Regions from separate parts of the Sus scrofa genome. Here region 2 is linked to region 1. Evidence: chromatin contacts called from public HiChIP or PLAC-seq data. All regions are on one chromosome and are shown on one strand. Each heading gives the region's core, a stretch centred on a gene start, on an enhancer-like site or on the middle of the called end of the contact. The rest is flanking DNA. Distances are from core to core; before and after follow the strand shown.

What was found. HiChIP or PLAC-seq counts read pairs in DNA pulled down with a chosen protein or histone mark.
Region 2: an H3K27ac HiChIP or PLAC-seq map of skeletal muscle shows a contact between it and region 1. The contact joins two enhancer-like sites. A contact is called at or near these places in 1 of 5 promoter capture datasets (liver), 5 of 47 Hi-C or Micro-C datasets (brain, embryonic fibroblasts, liver and 1 more) and 1 of 2 datasets of contacts at active chromatin or transcription factors (skeletal muscle).

What each region holds. Positions count from the first base shown.
Region 1 is chr11:67,846,556-67,854,131 of Sscrofa11.1, reverse strand. It overlaps DOCK9 (dedicator of cytokinesis protein 9), which reads left to right. Exons shown (of 53, transcript XM_021065834.1): 24 at 1,202-1,317; 25 at 1,588-1,657; 26 at 2,427-2,552; 27 at 3,330-3,401. Among named protein-coding and RNA genes, the nearest start is that of SLC15A1, 160 kb to the right of the region's middle. Within about 2 kb of position 4,766, at least 20 of the 83 cell types and tissues checked have an H3K27ac peak or open chromatin away from gene starts, as enhancers often do. A contact at or near this core is called in skeletal muscle, where this site is marked.
Region 2 is chr11:68,010,748-68,018,323 of Sscrofa11.1, reverse strand. The region is part of intron 1 of DOCK9 (dedicator of cytokinesis protein 9); the gene reads left to right. Among named protein-coding and RNA genes, the nearest start is that of DOCK9, 38 kb to the left of the region's middle. Within about 2 kb of position 3,148, at least 14 of the 83 cell types and tissues checked have an H3K27ac peak or open chromatin away from gene starts, as enhancers often do. A contact at or near this core is called in skeletal muscle, where this site is marked.

The DNA of each region.
Region 1 (7,576 bases), core at 3,517-6,016:
TGGGTGCTCTTAGCTGGGTGCCCTTAGGTTGATATGTGAGGTGTCCATACAGTTTTCGGTAGTGACAAGAAATAGACCTGGAAACAGTACCACTGTCTTCTTTCTAACCGCATGTTTACTTCTCTCGGGCCAATCCTAAAACACAGTATTCTGCCTGGAAAACCACTCATGCACAGGCCTTCCCTGTGAGCGCTCCCTGCACATGGTAACAGGCATATAAAAAGCAGTGACTTTAGTCCCCCTGTTAAGTACCTTCTAGTTCATTGCAGAGGACAACGTAACCTTGGTGAATACATGCTCGGTGGGAAGAAAAATCCAGAAATAATACAGTACGTAACCGATCCCTCCTTTGCACAGGCTTGGGAGGCTCCTGGAGTCGTGGCACAGGAGCCAGGAGGGTAGGTCTAGGGGAGTTTCATCCAGAACGTGACTCTAGGAGGGCATTTTAGAAAAGGAGAGTAGGTTAAAGAGCCTGAGGACAAAATAGGAGAAACATGAGAAGTGGAATTTGATGCAAGCAAGTGGAATGGGGATTCAGAATTCCTGCTTTCCAAGTTCCCTGATTTCAGCTGCATCCTAAGAGCCATGTGGCTTGAAGAAGAGCAGTTCATTCATTCATTCATTCCCTGTTTCTGCTGTAGCAAATTACTGCAAACTTGGTGGCTTAAAACAGCCTGAATCCGTTTTCTTTCCACATCTGTTTTCATACACTTCCTGTAGGTCAGGAGTCTGACACTGGTCTCACTAGGCTAAAACCAGGTGTTTCTAACTGGGCTGAGTTCCTTTCTGGAAACTCCAGGAGTGCACCTGTTTCTGTCCTTGTCCAGCTCTGAAAAACTCCTTCCTTCCTTGGCTTGTGGCCCCTTCCTCTGCCTCAAAGCCAATAAATGTTGCGTCTCTGATGGTTCTTCTTAGGCTCATCCCCTGCCGCCCCTCCTTCCACTTTTAAGAGCCCTTGTGACTACTTCGGGCCCACCTGGATCATCCAGCAGCACCCCTGCCTCCAGGCCAGCTAATCTGATGAGCAGCCTGCGTTGCCCTTTGCCGTGTCACATAGTCATAGGCTCTGGGGCTTTGTCCATCCGTCTTCCTGCCCCTGTCTCCAGTGGTTTAGATGGATTTTCTTCCACCCTTATTTGGAAACTCTTTGGGGTCGGCTTCCTTTTAAAAAAAAAATCGCGTTGCCCTCCCACCTCCGCAGAGCCTGCACGCGATGGAAGGTCACGTGATGATCGCCTTCCTGCCCACCATCCTGAACCAGCTGTTCCGCGTGCTCACCCGAGCGACCCAGGAGGAAGTCGCCGTCAACGTGACGCGGTGAGCGCGGGGAGAGGAGGATGCCCTCCCCCTTCCAGTCTGTCCCCATCTGGAGCAGTCATGCATATCCGCGATGCGAGTATGTGTTGGACATTATATTTAAGAAATTCCTTTCGGTCCCACACGTGGGGACCCCATCGAATTCCTTGTTTCCTCGTTTTCCTGTGGTGCCAATAGCATCATCATTGTTCTGCTGCTACGGTGATAATAATGAAATGTTTCCATTTCCACATTACTATTCATTGCTTTATTCATTCCTGTGGTGTGTAGGGTCATTATTCATGTGGTTGCCCAGTGCCATGAGGAAGGATTGGAGAGCCACTTGAGGTCATATGTTAAGGTATGTAAATTAAACTGCCCCAGTCATTTAAATCTGTGGCTCTCCAACTTTCCTTCTAAGGACTTATTTCTTTTTAGTCTAGTTATTTGGGGATGCAACTTAACAGCTCTGCTCTCTCTTCTGTACCTGCAGCTGGTGCTTTTGCCCCTGAATAAGGGGACGTCTAAAGGGGGGCAGCCATTCATTTACTTCCTTAATTTCATTCTTTCAACTACCTTTCTTCCTTTAATGGGTTTTGCAAATAATGTGACCCAAAAGACCTGGAAGTTTAAGGATGGAAAGGTTAGCTCTGGCCACCATCAAATTAAAAGGCGGTGTGGGAAAGCGAGAGACGTCATTAGGATCCATATCAGCAGGTTCGTAGTTTACATACAATATTCAGTGAGCACCGTGGCCTTGACTATTTTACCAAGTTCTAATTAGCCTTCAACACCTCTGTGAATTTTAGTTATGTATTAGTTTAAAAGGTAATGTTCAGGTTCTTCGGGAACCAGTTACCGAGCGTCAGGGGACATGTAGCTTGGAGTCCTTGGGAGGCGGAGCTGTGGGCTGGAGCGCTGGTCCAGATGAGTCAGGTGACTTGCGTAGTTGATGGGCTCCCTCTTTCTGTCACATGACAACCACCCTTCCCACCTTCCGTTTCCACGCCTTCCTCTCCCACCCGTGCAGTTGTACCTGGGTCCCTGATCTCCAGCCTTTGCAGCCTCTCCAGCTTTCAGCCCGTCTTGAAGAACCAACGCACTAAAGTATCTTTCCCTTTTCTTCAAAGTATGCTTATAAGGCAGAGCCGTATGTTGCTTCCGAATACAAGACAGTGCACGAAGAGCTGACCAAAACCATGACCACAATTCTCAAGCCTTCCGCCGATTTCCTCACCAGCAACAAACTGCTCAAGGTATGTGGGCGGGGCCAGCGTGGCTCTGCGGTATTGAAATTGATGGAAAAAATTCAGACCTCATGGCCTGATCCATTTCACCCTTTTTGTGTGCTTTTAGAGACAATCACTACCTCCTAAAAAGGGGTGACAGAGTTTGTTCTTTTTCTTCTTTTTTATGGACACACCTGTGGCATATGGAAGTTTCCAGGCCGGGGTATGAATCAGAGCTGCAGCTGCCAGCTTATACCACAGCCATGGCAACGCCAGATCTGAGCCGCCTCTGCAGCTTAATGCCGCGTCTTGTGGCAATGCTGGATCCTCGACCCACTGAGTGAGGCCAGGGATCTAACCTGTGTCCTCACAGAGACTATATCGGGTCCTTCACCTGCTCAGTCACCGTGGGAACTCCTAGAGTTAGTCCTTCAGTACCAACTTTGCTGCTGGTACTTGTGCTCCTGACAGAGCTGCAGGTGTTGCTATCTTCAGAGTTTCACAGTCCTATTAAACCACTGGAGGACATTGGGTTAGAGACCAGAGGCAAGTGTGCGCAGGTGAGACTCAGCTGAGAGGAAAGGACGTGTTTCCTGGCGGGGTGGGGTGTCCAGTGCTGGACCCACGAAGCAGGAGAGCCTCTGCCGTGCTCCTCTGGTCTGACCACCATTTGCCAGGAGGTCCAGCTTTGATTTCCGGTCACACTTATTTCATGTTGGTGATACCATCAGCCTAAGAGAGTAAACATCCCACCTTCTGATTTGTTCTTTTCCTTACTGGAATTTTTTTCTTTCTTTCTTTCAGTATTCATGGTTTTTCTTTGAAGTTCTCATAAAATCCATGGCCCAGCATTTGATAGAGAACTCCAAAGTTAAGGTATGTCACTTCCTATCAAGAACTGCCTGGCCGATCTTAGGGGAACGTAGCCAGCACTTCTTCCTGCTTTCTGTGTGCCAGTCACAGTATTGCTCTAGGTGCCTTCCAAGCAGTTAGGCATTTCAGCTTTATAACCCATGAGGGAGGTCCTAGTCTTAGCCCTCATTTTGTACATGAAGGTACTGAGACCAGAGTGCCTGAGTTATTTACCCAAGGCTGCACAGAATGGAGGGTGCCAGGCTTTGGAGCCCAGCTTGTGGAGCACTGTGTGATTAAATCCAGAGAGAAGTGCTCGCTTCAGCAGCACATATACTAAAATTGGAATGATACGGAGAAGATTAGCATGGCCCCTGCGCAAGGATGACACGCAGATTCACCAACCGTTCCATATTTTTATAGCAGACCTAAGACCTCTGATATTTAAAAAAACAAAACAAAAAAAGTACACAAAATAAAATCAAGGCAATGAAAAAAATATAAAATAAATCCAGAGAGAAATGTGTCTTTTCCTTTGACTGGCTTAGAAATCTTCAAGTCTGTTAAGTGAGAATAGCAATTTGAGCATCCATTGAAAATGCAATTCCCCAGTGTTTCTTAAGTGTCTGGAGCATTGTGGATATTTCTCAGGAACTTGGATGGGAGTGTCTGACGTGACTGCACGTCCTCTGTGGCCAGTTAGTGGACTCTATTAACTCCACCTCTCCTCAACACCTTCTTCTGGAAAGTTCCTGGCTGTGTCTGACTCTCTGGGTCCCATTGGCCTCTGTCGTGAGATGACTGGGCTTGTCCGTGGACTGTAACTGGCCACCACTGGCTGTCTGAGGCTCCGTGAAGATAAATTTTTATAAAATTCCACTGCAGTAAACACAGTGGCCGTGTCTTGGAGTTCCTTCTGAGACTCACAGGTCCTGGAGTTGCCAGGTGTCTATGGCTTCCTGCTGGGTTGTAGCTGTACAGAAGTGGGGTCTCGGGGAGTGTGGTTGGGAGCGGGGGTCCTGGGGCCCAGGAGCCTCTGCAGTGAACACGGGGAGGAGGGAGAGAGGCCCCAGGGAGGAAGGCTCAAGATCTAGGGCCCCCTGGACAAGGGACCTGGACACAGAGGAAGCCTTGGGGAAGGCTGGTGGATTTCATCAGGGGCAAGGTTGGTGGTTCAGAACCTAAAGCTGTGCTTTCTTCTCGTAGAGCTAGTGCTGGTGCCTGATGAGGAGATTTCCTTTTTTTCCTTTTTTCTTTTAAATCCAATTTCAGTGCACAGGGAGATGCCAGATGGAGGTGGGCCCTGCCTTCCACAGAGTAACGCACCATCTAAATCATGCCAGCACAGCCTGCCAAGGAAAAATCTAACAGATTGTCTGCTTGGCCGCGTGCAGCTAACAGGCAGGCGAGCACACACACACACACACACGCCTTTCTGTTGAAAATGCTGTCCTGTAGAGGACAGGCTCGAGGCCTTAGTCAGCTGGGGCTTCCAGCACATGTGCGTGCACAGGGGGCTTACGCAACAGGAATGCATTCCCTCATGGTTCTGGAGGCTCCCTGTCTGAGGTCAAGTGTCTGTAGGCTTGGTTTCTTGTGAGGCCTTTCTCCTTGGCTTGTAGTCGGCTGTCTTCTCCTATGTCTTCCCACGGTCTTCCCTTTGTTATGTCTGTGTCCCAATCTCCTCTTTTAAAAAAAAAACTTTTTTTTTTTTTCTTTTTAGGGCTGCTCTTGTAGCAGATGGAAGTTCTCCAGCTAGGGCTAGAATTGGACCCACAGCTGCCGGCCTACACACAGCCACAGCAACACCAGATCCTTAGTCCCCTGAGTGAGCTCAGGGATTGAACTCGCATCCTCATGGGTACTAGTCGGGTTCTTAACCTGCTGAGCCACAACGGGAACTCCTACTCTTAGCTTCCTATAAGGGCCCTGATCCTGTTGGATTAAGGCCCATCCTGATGGCCTCATTTTCCCTTAATTTCCTCGGTGAGAACCTGTCTCCAAATGTACTCCCATTCTGAGGTCGGATTAGACTGCAACATAAGAGTTTTTGGAGGAATTGGGTAAAAGGGACACAATTCAGTTCGTAACAAAGCCCTCCTGGACTTTTCATTATTTTTGTCTTTATATAAATAGGATCACTTGAGAGAGATTGGTAGCTTGATTCTACTTTTAAAATAGCCGACTTGTTCAGAAAGTATTCTTTGGGCCCTTACTCTGTACCAGGCTCAGAGCTTGTGCCCTTGAACGGAGCATGTTTCGTGCCCTCCCGGAGTTCAGGTGAGAAAGTATTCAGTTAGGCCCCAGAAGCAAAGTCAAGGAGGTCAGAGACACTTGTGAAACATTCCGGAGGCATGTACTTACAGTCAAGCATCAATGTCACGCCTCTGAGACTGTGATAGGAGATTAATAAAGGAATGTAATGGTGCGCGTTCTTTTCTCAAGACGGCAAATTAAACCATAGGACTTTAGGGTTGGTAGGGACCTGAAAACTGCCTCCTGGCCCAGCTCCTCCCTTATTTCCCATGGACACCTGGACCCATGAAGTGACCTGCCCAGGGTCACACAGCTGAGCAGAGCCAAGAGTCGTGCTGCAGTCCGAATCAGCCTCTTGCAAGGGTTCTGCCCTTCCCGGCCTTAGAACCTGATGCTCCAGCACCTCCGGGAAATAGTTTGTCTTTGGAACTTTACAGAAATCACTCAGATGCTGCCGTGCACAACCTTTTCTGTAAGTTAATTATATCCTGGTCCTAAAACAACATTCGGAGAATTTTTAGAGGTGGTTTATTTTAAAATCATCCAGCTTAAAAAGAAATATGGGCATCCAAAAGGAGAAAGCTTAACCATAACATAATTTACTATAAAAAGAGATTCAAAACACCTACTGACCACTTTGGGGAGTTGGACATTTTTCACTTTGAGAGGCTCCCCTCTGACTTCTGCGCCCACGTCGCCCTGGGAAGCACCTTTCCCCTAAACCACACATTGATCTAGGAACTACTCTCTCAATTTTTGAAGCCTTCATTCTGTTTGCCTCATAGCTTAGGAATAATGAGATTTATATGTTTGAATTTGGTTGGTTGGTTGGTTGTTTTTCAGAATTTTGGCTGGCCTGTGGCCTATGGAGCTCCTGGGCCAGGGATCAGATCTGAGCCGCAGTTGCCAACACCGGGTACTTTAACCCACTCTGCCGGGCTGGGGATCGAATCGGGGTCCTGGCACTGCGGAGATGCTGCCAATCCTGTGGCACCACAGCAGGAACCCCTGAATTGGTTCTTTTAATGTTTGCCTTATGGTCCATCTTAAGACATGCATGTCATAGTGCCTGATCCCTGGGTTTTGGATTTAGGGAACAAGTTCATATTCCTGTACCACTTTTGAGTCCCCAAATCATGATCAAATCCCTCAGAGTTTTTGTATTTTTAGACTGAAGATTGTCAGTATCATCCAACGTGTTTATAGTCATGACCTTGATTTTCTTCCCCTCACTGGTGAGTCTGTCTTAAAGTGCCACAAGTAGGCGCACAGCAGTCCTGCAGGGTTATCTGGGCCCTGGATCCATGTAAGAGCCAGACGCTGCTTTCAGTGTTGCCGAAAGTCCCCTTCCCCAGGTTGTCTGCCATGCGTCGGCTTTTGGGGGCAGTGTAGGTGGCATGAGGCCTTCGGTGTCCACTCCTGGTGTTGGTGGGTTGTTGCATCTGACTGACTCTATGTGGAGGGGTAAATCCACACTGTTACGATGAAGCTGGAGACGACCATGGGTGTGCACCTGTTCGGCCCCAGCCAATGAAACTCTCCTTGCTGTATTTGCAGAGGAGGGCTGTGAATCAGAGCCACTCTCTGAACTAGCATCTAAAATCAATTTCCTTACCACCTCACACAGACCTGCAGTTTGGATTGATTACATGTGACTTTGCCAGACTAGAGAGCTTTATAAGTGACGTGCTTGGAATTTATAAGAGGGATTTATAAAACAGGCCTCATCAGGGCCTGTGGAGGAGTTCCCAGCCCCAACCCCTCTCTGCCTCTAAGGTCCGCATATTTTAGAAGTTTCTTTTCTATCATTTATTTTTAGCAACTATAATTTCAGCAGACCTATTTTGAACTCCCTTCTCTCCCACACTGAATCAAGCAAATTGTTGGCATTCCACAGGTGCTCCTCCAGGGAGCTGGAAGCCTGGCAGTGGACAGGATGAATA
Region 2 (7,576 bases), core at 1,899-4,398, 170 kb before region 1:
AAGAGGACGAATGAGGAAACTGGTACTTGGAAATTTTTTGGGTTGGTAGATCAGTACTCCTGCAAGGAGTTTGGGGAGATGGGGAGCCACCTTCAGGGAGTCAGCTGGGTGGTAGCATCTGGTTAACAGGAGATTCTGCCACCCTACCTCATGCCCAGGTGGCGGGTGGCAGGTGGTGTGGTGGGCGGGGTCCCGGTGGAGGAGCGGATGCTGGTGTTGCCCAGGGCACACCCGTCCCTTTGCCATGTACCCGCCGCCCCTGGCAGGTCTCACCACCATTCCGTCTGGGCTGTGGAGGGTGTGTTATGCCTCACCCCATATGAGCCCTGGTTCTGCTGGCATCCAAGTATTTCCATCAGGAAAATGGTCAGGCTGAGATGCCAAGAGCTAATGACATGTGGGTATCAAGGATGTTTTGAATCTTTGAACAGGAACGCTCCCTTGGCTGAGTATCAATTTGGCATCTGTTGCCTCTTGAATTTCTTCTCTATTCTCAAAAAGCCAGCTCGTTTCTCTTTCCTATGAGGTATTTCCTGTGGTTCTTGTGTTTTTGTGGGCAAATTTATTATGAGGGAAGTTCAGCAGATGGTGAACTTGGGTTTTTTCTTAGCCCTTGGAGGAGTGAAACATGCTCCTCATCTCCAGACTGGAAACGTAGGTTTATTTGTCGGTTTTTGAGAGGGTTTATGCACTTGGCAGACGCTCCTTAGCAAGTAGGCGCATTTTTACCTGAGTGTTGAGGTGGGTGCAGGTAAGAATGATGAAAGCGGTGATGCTGAAAGCGTCTCTTCTGTGGCTGGGTCACATCCTCCAAGAGACTGTCCTTATCATTCACATCTCTGCTCTCTTGCATCTGCTCCTTTGATTGCACATCTATCAGTGACCAACTAGCCCTCTCCTAGCTTGAAGTTGCGGGTGTGTGATAAATGAGGCGCAGGGGATTAACAGATACACACTGTTATGTATAAAACATAAAAATAAAAAATTTACTATATTGCACGAGGAACTATATTCAGTACCTGGTAATAACCTATAAAGGAAAATAATATAAAAATTATGTATGCATAACGGAACCACTTTGTTGTACACCCGAAACTAACACAATAGTGTACATCAACTATACTTCAGTTAAAACAGAGAAAACACCCAGAACTTGCTTGGCTGATATTTTTTTGGGTGTGAAACCTGCAGACTTAGGTTCCTTTTAGGGAGGGGCAGAGAAGGGGGAGGATGAGGAGTCCTCAGGCCCTTGGCCTCAACCCTGGGGTGAGATGTGTGTCCCAGACTCCGTCTTCATGGGCCCAGAGCAAGTTGCAGGTGTGTGCACAGGACTAGTGAGCGTGTGGAAGTCAGTGAGCTGCAGAGCAGTGACTGAGCTCTGGACCCTCGGAACTAGGGAAATGGCTGGCCTGGAGGGGACACGGTTCCAGTCACCAGCTCCTGGCCAGCAAAGGGCATGTGGAGCTGGCTGAAGAGCAGAGCACCTGGGTGAGGTTTCACCACCCGCCTCCCAAGTTCCCTCGTTCCCTGTTGCACTGGGTGACAGTGGAGGGACTGCACAGAGGGCAGTGGCTCGCACACCCTCTCTTGCTGGACGGAGGGGTCCTGGTCCTGGCTGAGATGTGAAGGGGTCTGAGTGCAAGGGTGGGAGGGCGGTGCTGCAGAAAGAAGTCTCCCTCCTGCTCCTCGCCCTTCCTGCGTCCACTTTGGGGAATGAGCTTATCGTGCCTGGCCTCACACCCTGGGATGCTGTCTCTGAAAAGCTTTGATCTTTGATTTGGAGAGTCAGGCACCTTTGGGTCAAAGGGGAGACCAGAATTTGGGGAGGGTCATGTGTCTGAGTAGAATCCAGTTTTGGAGCCAAAGGCACCTTGAAGTGGGTTGGGTTGCAGCTGCTCTAGGTTATAGATGAAGAGCGTTTATGGGACTTGACAACAGTGTCTGGACCGTAGTGGGTGCTTATGAAATGTTTACTGGATGGACTCGAGAATAAGTGAGTCATTCAGGATCGCACTATGGCTGGTTCATGTTTATGGTCCCTTAGGTATTTCTGCTGGCGTATCACCCTCAAGCTGTCTGGTTTCTGTTTCTCCTGTAGGCCTGAAATAGAGGATGAATTATATGCACTGGATTATAATTAAAACATTACTGAAGTTTTATCTTCTGCTTTGTGACATATATAAACCACACACTCCAAGGTGGGGGAGGGATAAATTAGGAGTTTGGGATTAATAGATACAAACTATATAAAATAGATAAACAACAAGGTCCTACTACATTGCACAGAAACTATATTCAGTATCCTGTAATAAATCATAATGGAAAAATATGAAAAGCATATGTTTATGTACGTATATATGTATATATAACTGAATCACTTTGCTGTATACCAGAAACTAACATAACGTTATAAATCAACTACACTTCAATAAACACACACACACACTACACATTCCATGTGTGTTTCAATTTTTTTTTTTCTTTTTTTTGTCTTTTTGTCTTTTTAGGGCTGCACCCGGGCATATGGAGATTCCCAGGCTAGGGGTCAAATCGGAGCTACAGCTGCCCGCCTATCACGCCACAGCCACAGCAATGCCTGATCTGAGCTGCGTCTTTGACCTACACCTTACATAGCTCATGGTAATGCCGGGTCCTTAACCCACTGAGTGAAGCCAGGGGTTGAACCCGTGTCCTCATGGATGCTAATCGGGTTTGTTACCTCTCTGTCACCATGGGAACCCTTCATAGACCATTTTAAATATGTTTGTGTATTGGATTAAAAATTTTTTGAATCTATACCATATTTGTTGCTTATATTTTTAAGGTATGGTGAAGATGTTGGCCTAAGAGAGTGTTACAGCATTGATTATCTTGAAAAATCAATAATTTCCTAATGAAATTCAATTTTATGTTTTAGCGATCATTATCTGGCCTTCAAAAGTTATCTGTTATGTCAGTAGCTTTTAACTGGCACCCTCCAGTCGGATTTGGCTTTTCCTGATGTCCATTCTCCATGGCTATGGCAAGCTTCCTGAAGCTCTGGGCTGGCCAAGATCTGATGAGAAACCTTAAGCATTGCCTGCCCCCTCCGTTTAGCCACATACTCGGGGTTGGAAGGTGAGGGAGTGCGTAGGGTGTGCAGAGGAGTTTGGCGTTGCTGTAAATGTATTCAGATGAACTCAGTGTTACTGTTTATGAATTTTTGCTTCATAGTTGGGCCTGGCCTCCGAAATTCTTAAGTAATGGAGAATTGCGTAAGAATAGCCATTGATTGCACTGCCAGTTGGAACCAGGAAACAGAGTGATTTATTGAAGTCCATAGAATGCCAAAATGTATTTTTTACGCTTCCTTTTCATTCCATTATCAGCCACATCATCTATCAGCTGGTATTAGTAGCAAAGCTAAATTTTGGTGATTTGCATTTCACTTTTTGGTCCTTGACGTTTTTACCTTACAGAGTGGGAAGTTATAAGAAACTCAGTGATGGAATAATATTCTAAAGTGTATTATTTAAAGTTACACAGGGAGTTCTGTGGTGGCTCAGCCGTTAACAAACCCGACGAGTATCCATGAGGATGTGGGTTCCATCCCTGGTCTCACTCAGTGGGTTAAAGATCTGTTGCCGGTGAGCTGTGGTTTTGGTCACGGACACAGCTTGGATCTGGCGTTGCTGTGGCTGTGGTGTGGGCCGGCAGCTGTAGCTTTGATTAGACCCCTAGCCTGGGAACCTCCATGTGCTACAGGTGCGGCCCTAAAAAGACAAAAAATAAATAAAGTTATACTGGTAACTAACTGAACCCCGCACACCGTGGGCTGCACGAACCGCAGGCTCTCGCTGAGCGTCAGCATTGGGGCAACACTGGTGCTGCTCTTGTCCCGGTGCCGCTCTTGCCCGGTGCTGCCCGCGGAGGAGGCACCTTGCCAGGTTGAAAATTGGTGGCAGAGCCAATTACTCGTTGGAGCTCTGCTGTTGAGGATACTGGATGGGAGAGCAAGAACTGAGTTCCCAGTAGGCGCGGAAAAGGCAGGGAGAGCGCAGAGCTGAGTTTGTGTCCAGGGACACTTTGCAGGAAAGGCTGTTGCTTGAGTCTGGTGCTTCTTAGAACCACTGATTTGAGGACAATTTGCAGAGTTTAATTTTTTTGTTTGATTACTTTCGGACAACACCCCTGGAAGTGAAAAACAGTGTAACAAAAAAAGGTTCTTAGATCCGAAAATGTTTAGAGGTAGAAAAATAGTCCCCTGATTCTTACTGTCTACTATCAGGACCTTGACAGTCAGGAACCCACGTGCTTGTGTGGTGGGGGCATATTTCTCAGTCGGGTGGGCCCTCTGCTTTCCCATAGCAATGACTGTGTGTTCTGAGGAAATCAAGAATATGTACTTTTTTTTTTTTTTTTTTTCCTGGCAGACAGGCTGTATTTTACTTCCAGAGTCAACCAGAATGTGTTTTAATTAGTACATCATCTTGGAAACTTTATCATTGAGAAAAGTGTACTGGAAGGCTTGGCTTGCTTTATTTATTTGGCCCCCATACGTGAGTCCAACACAGCCACCAAAAAATGGCATAGATTTCAGTGGATTTTTGACTTTTTTTAGATTTTTAAAAATAATTCAATGAATTTTATTATGTTTATAGTTGTACAACCATCATCACAACCTAATTTTAGGACATTTCTATCCCAAACCCCCAGTCTATCCCCCTCCCCAGGACATTGTTTTAAGTAAACATTTGTTTATTAGGGATTTTAGAAATTAAACTTTGATTCACTCAACTTTTGCTCTCTCTTCATACCCACCCTTACCAGAGAGGATATTTCCAGGAGGATTTTTCTCTTGATGCATAACCTAAGGAAGAGCCCTTTTAAAGAAACATCCAGGAGTTCCCTTCCTGGCTCAGTGGTTAACACACCCGACTGGGATCCATGAGGATGTAGGTTCGATCCCTGGCCTTGCTGGGTGGGTTAAGGATTGCCTCGAGCTGTGGTGTAGGTTGCAGATGTGGCTTGGATCCCATGTTGCTGTGACTGTGGTGTAGGGCAGCAGCTACAGCTCTGATTCAGCCCCTAGCCTGGGAACCTCCATATGCCACAGCTGCAGCCGTAAAAAGCAAAAAAAAAAAAAAAAAGAAAAGAAAGAAATGTCCAGAGCTACATTTTGTAGCAGTCAGGCACATGTGAAATTAAGCCTGAATTATTTCTGGGGATATCTTTAGGAGAGCTAGGGGTCACGAGGTGGATATAATGAAAATGAAAAAGTAATTGGTGAATTCAGGCAGAAAGAGATATTCATATCTGAGTTTATTATACTCTGGATGAAACAGGTTTCAAAGATACAGATGGAACCAGTCAAGATAATCAACACTGGGGTGATTCCGAGTGGCTCTTTAGGACTGCTCCCCGCCACCACCCCATGGCCCTCAACTTTCCTGTTGACCAGGCAGGTTCTACCGGGTGTTTGCTGCCAAGACAGGTCCTAAAAGTTGGGCAAGCCTCTAATTGTTGTTTTCCAGAGTAGAGCGAACAGGTTTAGCACACTGGTTGTAAAATCCTTCCTCCTTTTGAAAACCTCAAAACCAACAAACTGCTTCCTTTTCTTAATCTCTGAGAGGGGGGGTGATGTCTGGCCTTTAGTTATGTAATGTGCGTGGCCCTGAGGTCAGGCTTCTCCTACTCCTACTCGATGGGATCGGATGGGCATCTTTCAAGCAAAACCCGTCGGTGAGCATCCCACCTGCCGCCTTCCCAGAAGAAAGGCGAGTTCTAAGCAGTCATCACTCAGCTTGGTTCTGCCAGGCCTGGGTGGCTGTATTGAAAAGGAGGCCCCTCCTGTCGGCTTTAAGATTTCCTGGTTGATTTGTCAGTGGCAGTGGGTTTGTTTGTTTGTTTGTTTGTTTGTTTTTAAAGATGATTAACATAGTGAGGCAAGTCTTACCAAAGAGCTGTCCATCTAGGTGCTATTAACAGATTGTGGGTGATATTTTGATGGGTTGAATGAGGTGGGAGTTCCTTTCTTTTCTCCCTGTGTGATAAAATCGTGTCCTGCTGCTGAAAAATCTAGGGAGAAATGGAGGAGGCGGAGCATGTGTGTTATGTGAGCAGCTGAGCTTAGCATCAGGGGAGTTCTTTTAGTTTCTTTTCTTTTGTCTTTTTAGGGCTGCACCTGTGGCATTTTGGAGGTTCCCAGGCTAGGGGTCTAATCGGAGCTGTAGCTGCTGGCCTACACCTCAACCACAGCAACTCAGGATCTGAGCCATGTCTGCGACCTACACCACAGTTCACGGCAACGCCGGATCCTTAACCCACTGAGTGGGCCAGGGATTGAACCCGCATCCTTGTGGATACTAGTCGGGTTTGTTTCCACTATGTCATGACGGGAACTCCCTCGTTTAATCTCTGCGTATGGTTTTAAAAACCGTGTTGTAGTTTGGGGGAAATGATTGCCCTTGTCTTCAGCCTATTGTCAATACGGAAACAGTTTCTAAGGGTCCCAAAGTAGTCCCTTTCAAGTTATCTCAGTTGCTTTTTGTTTTAAGTTTTTGGGTCTCTTTCCAAATTCTTTTTGTGTATGTGTTTGTCAAAATTTGCCTTTTATAAAGCATCAGTGAGTAGTTACTCTGTGTTACTTTAAACTAAAGAAGTAGGAAGTCGTCCTTGTTTTCCTAATAATGGTCTATTGTTCCTTTCCAGTTGCTACGGAGTGGCGGTCCTGGGTGGTGTGGGGCTGGCTGGGGCACTCAGCCAGGTGAGAGGACATTTGTTGTCCCTGGAGTTTGAAACACCTCAGCTGTCGGAAGCATCTGCCGCTGCAGGAAACCCCACCCCAGCGTTTATTGATGGGCTGCTGTGTGCCCGCTCGCCACCCAGGGCACTGACATTGGCAGCACCCAGCGTCTGCCGCCGAGTTGCCTGCAGGGTTCTTGTTCCTTGAGCACGGTGGTTCCAGCAGAAACAACTGCAGGAGGATGGGCAGTTGTTTCCCTCTATGTCTGTGTTGAAGATCAGTTTGCATCATCAACCTGGGGCAGTGAACACTCAGCGTTGGCCCGGGCCTTCCACTCGTGAGGTTCAGCAGTGTTGCAGGAGCGGCTGAACATGCTTTAGGGCCAGCGAGCCGTGACAGAGGCTCCCTGGGCTATTGTTGGAGATATCTTTATAGCAGAGTTAATGTGTCCTATAAATAAGAACCACACTTGGGTCCCATGGTAATTAAATGTAAATGGTGACTAAGTGCTCATGGTCATTCATTCAGCAAACGTTTCCCAGAGGCTTCTGGTGCCAGGCCGTGCCCAAGGTGCTCACCCACCATGGGGAGGGGTGGTCACATCAGCCCTGTCCCAACTGCCATGAGGGCCTTGTAGAGGACGGAAGGGCTTGACAGCGGGGCTGAGCCGAGTGGGGGTGTGGACATGGATGATTTGGGTGAAGGACTCGGTTGTTACCACTGCCTGATCGAGCCCCTGGGTTCCCTCTGGGGTGTCCTCAGCTCCCTTGCCTCACTCCTCCTGGATGAGGGATAGAGACGGTCCCTGGCAGCCACACTTTTGTCCGCCTCACCTCGCTCTTGTGTCCTATT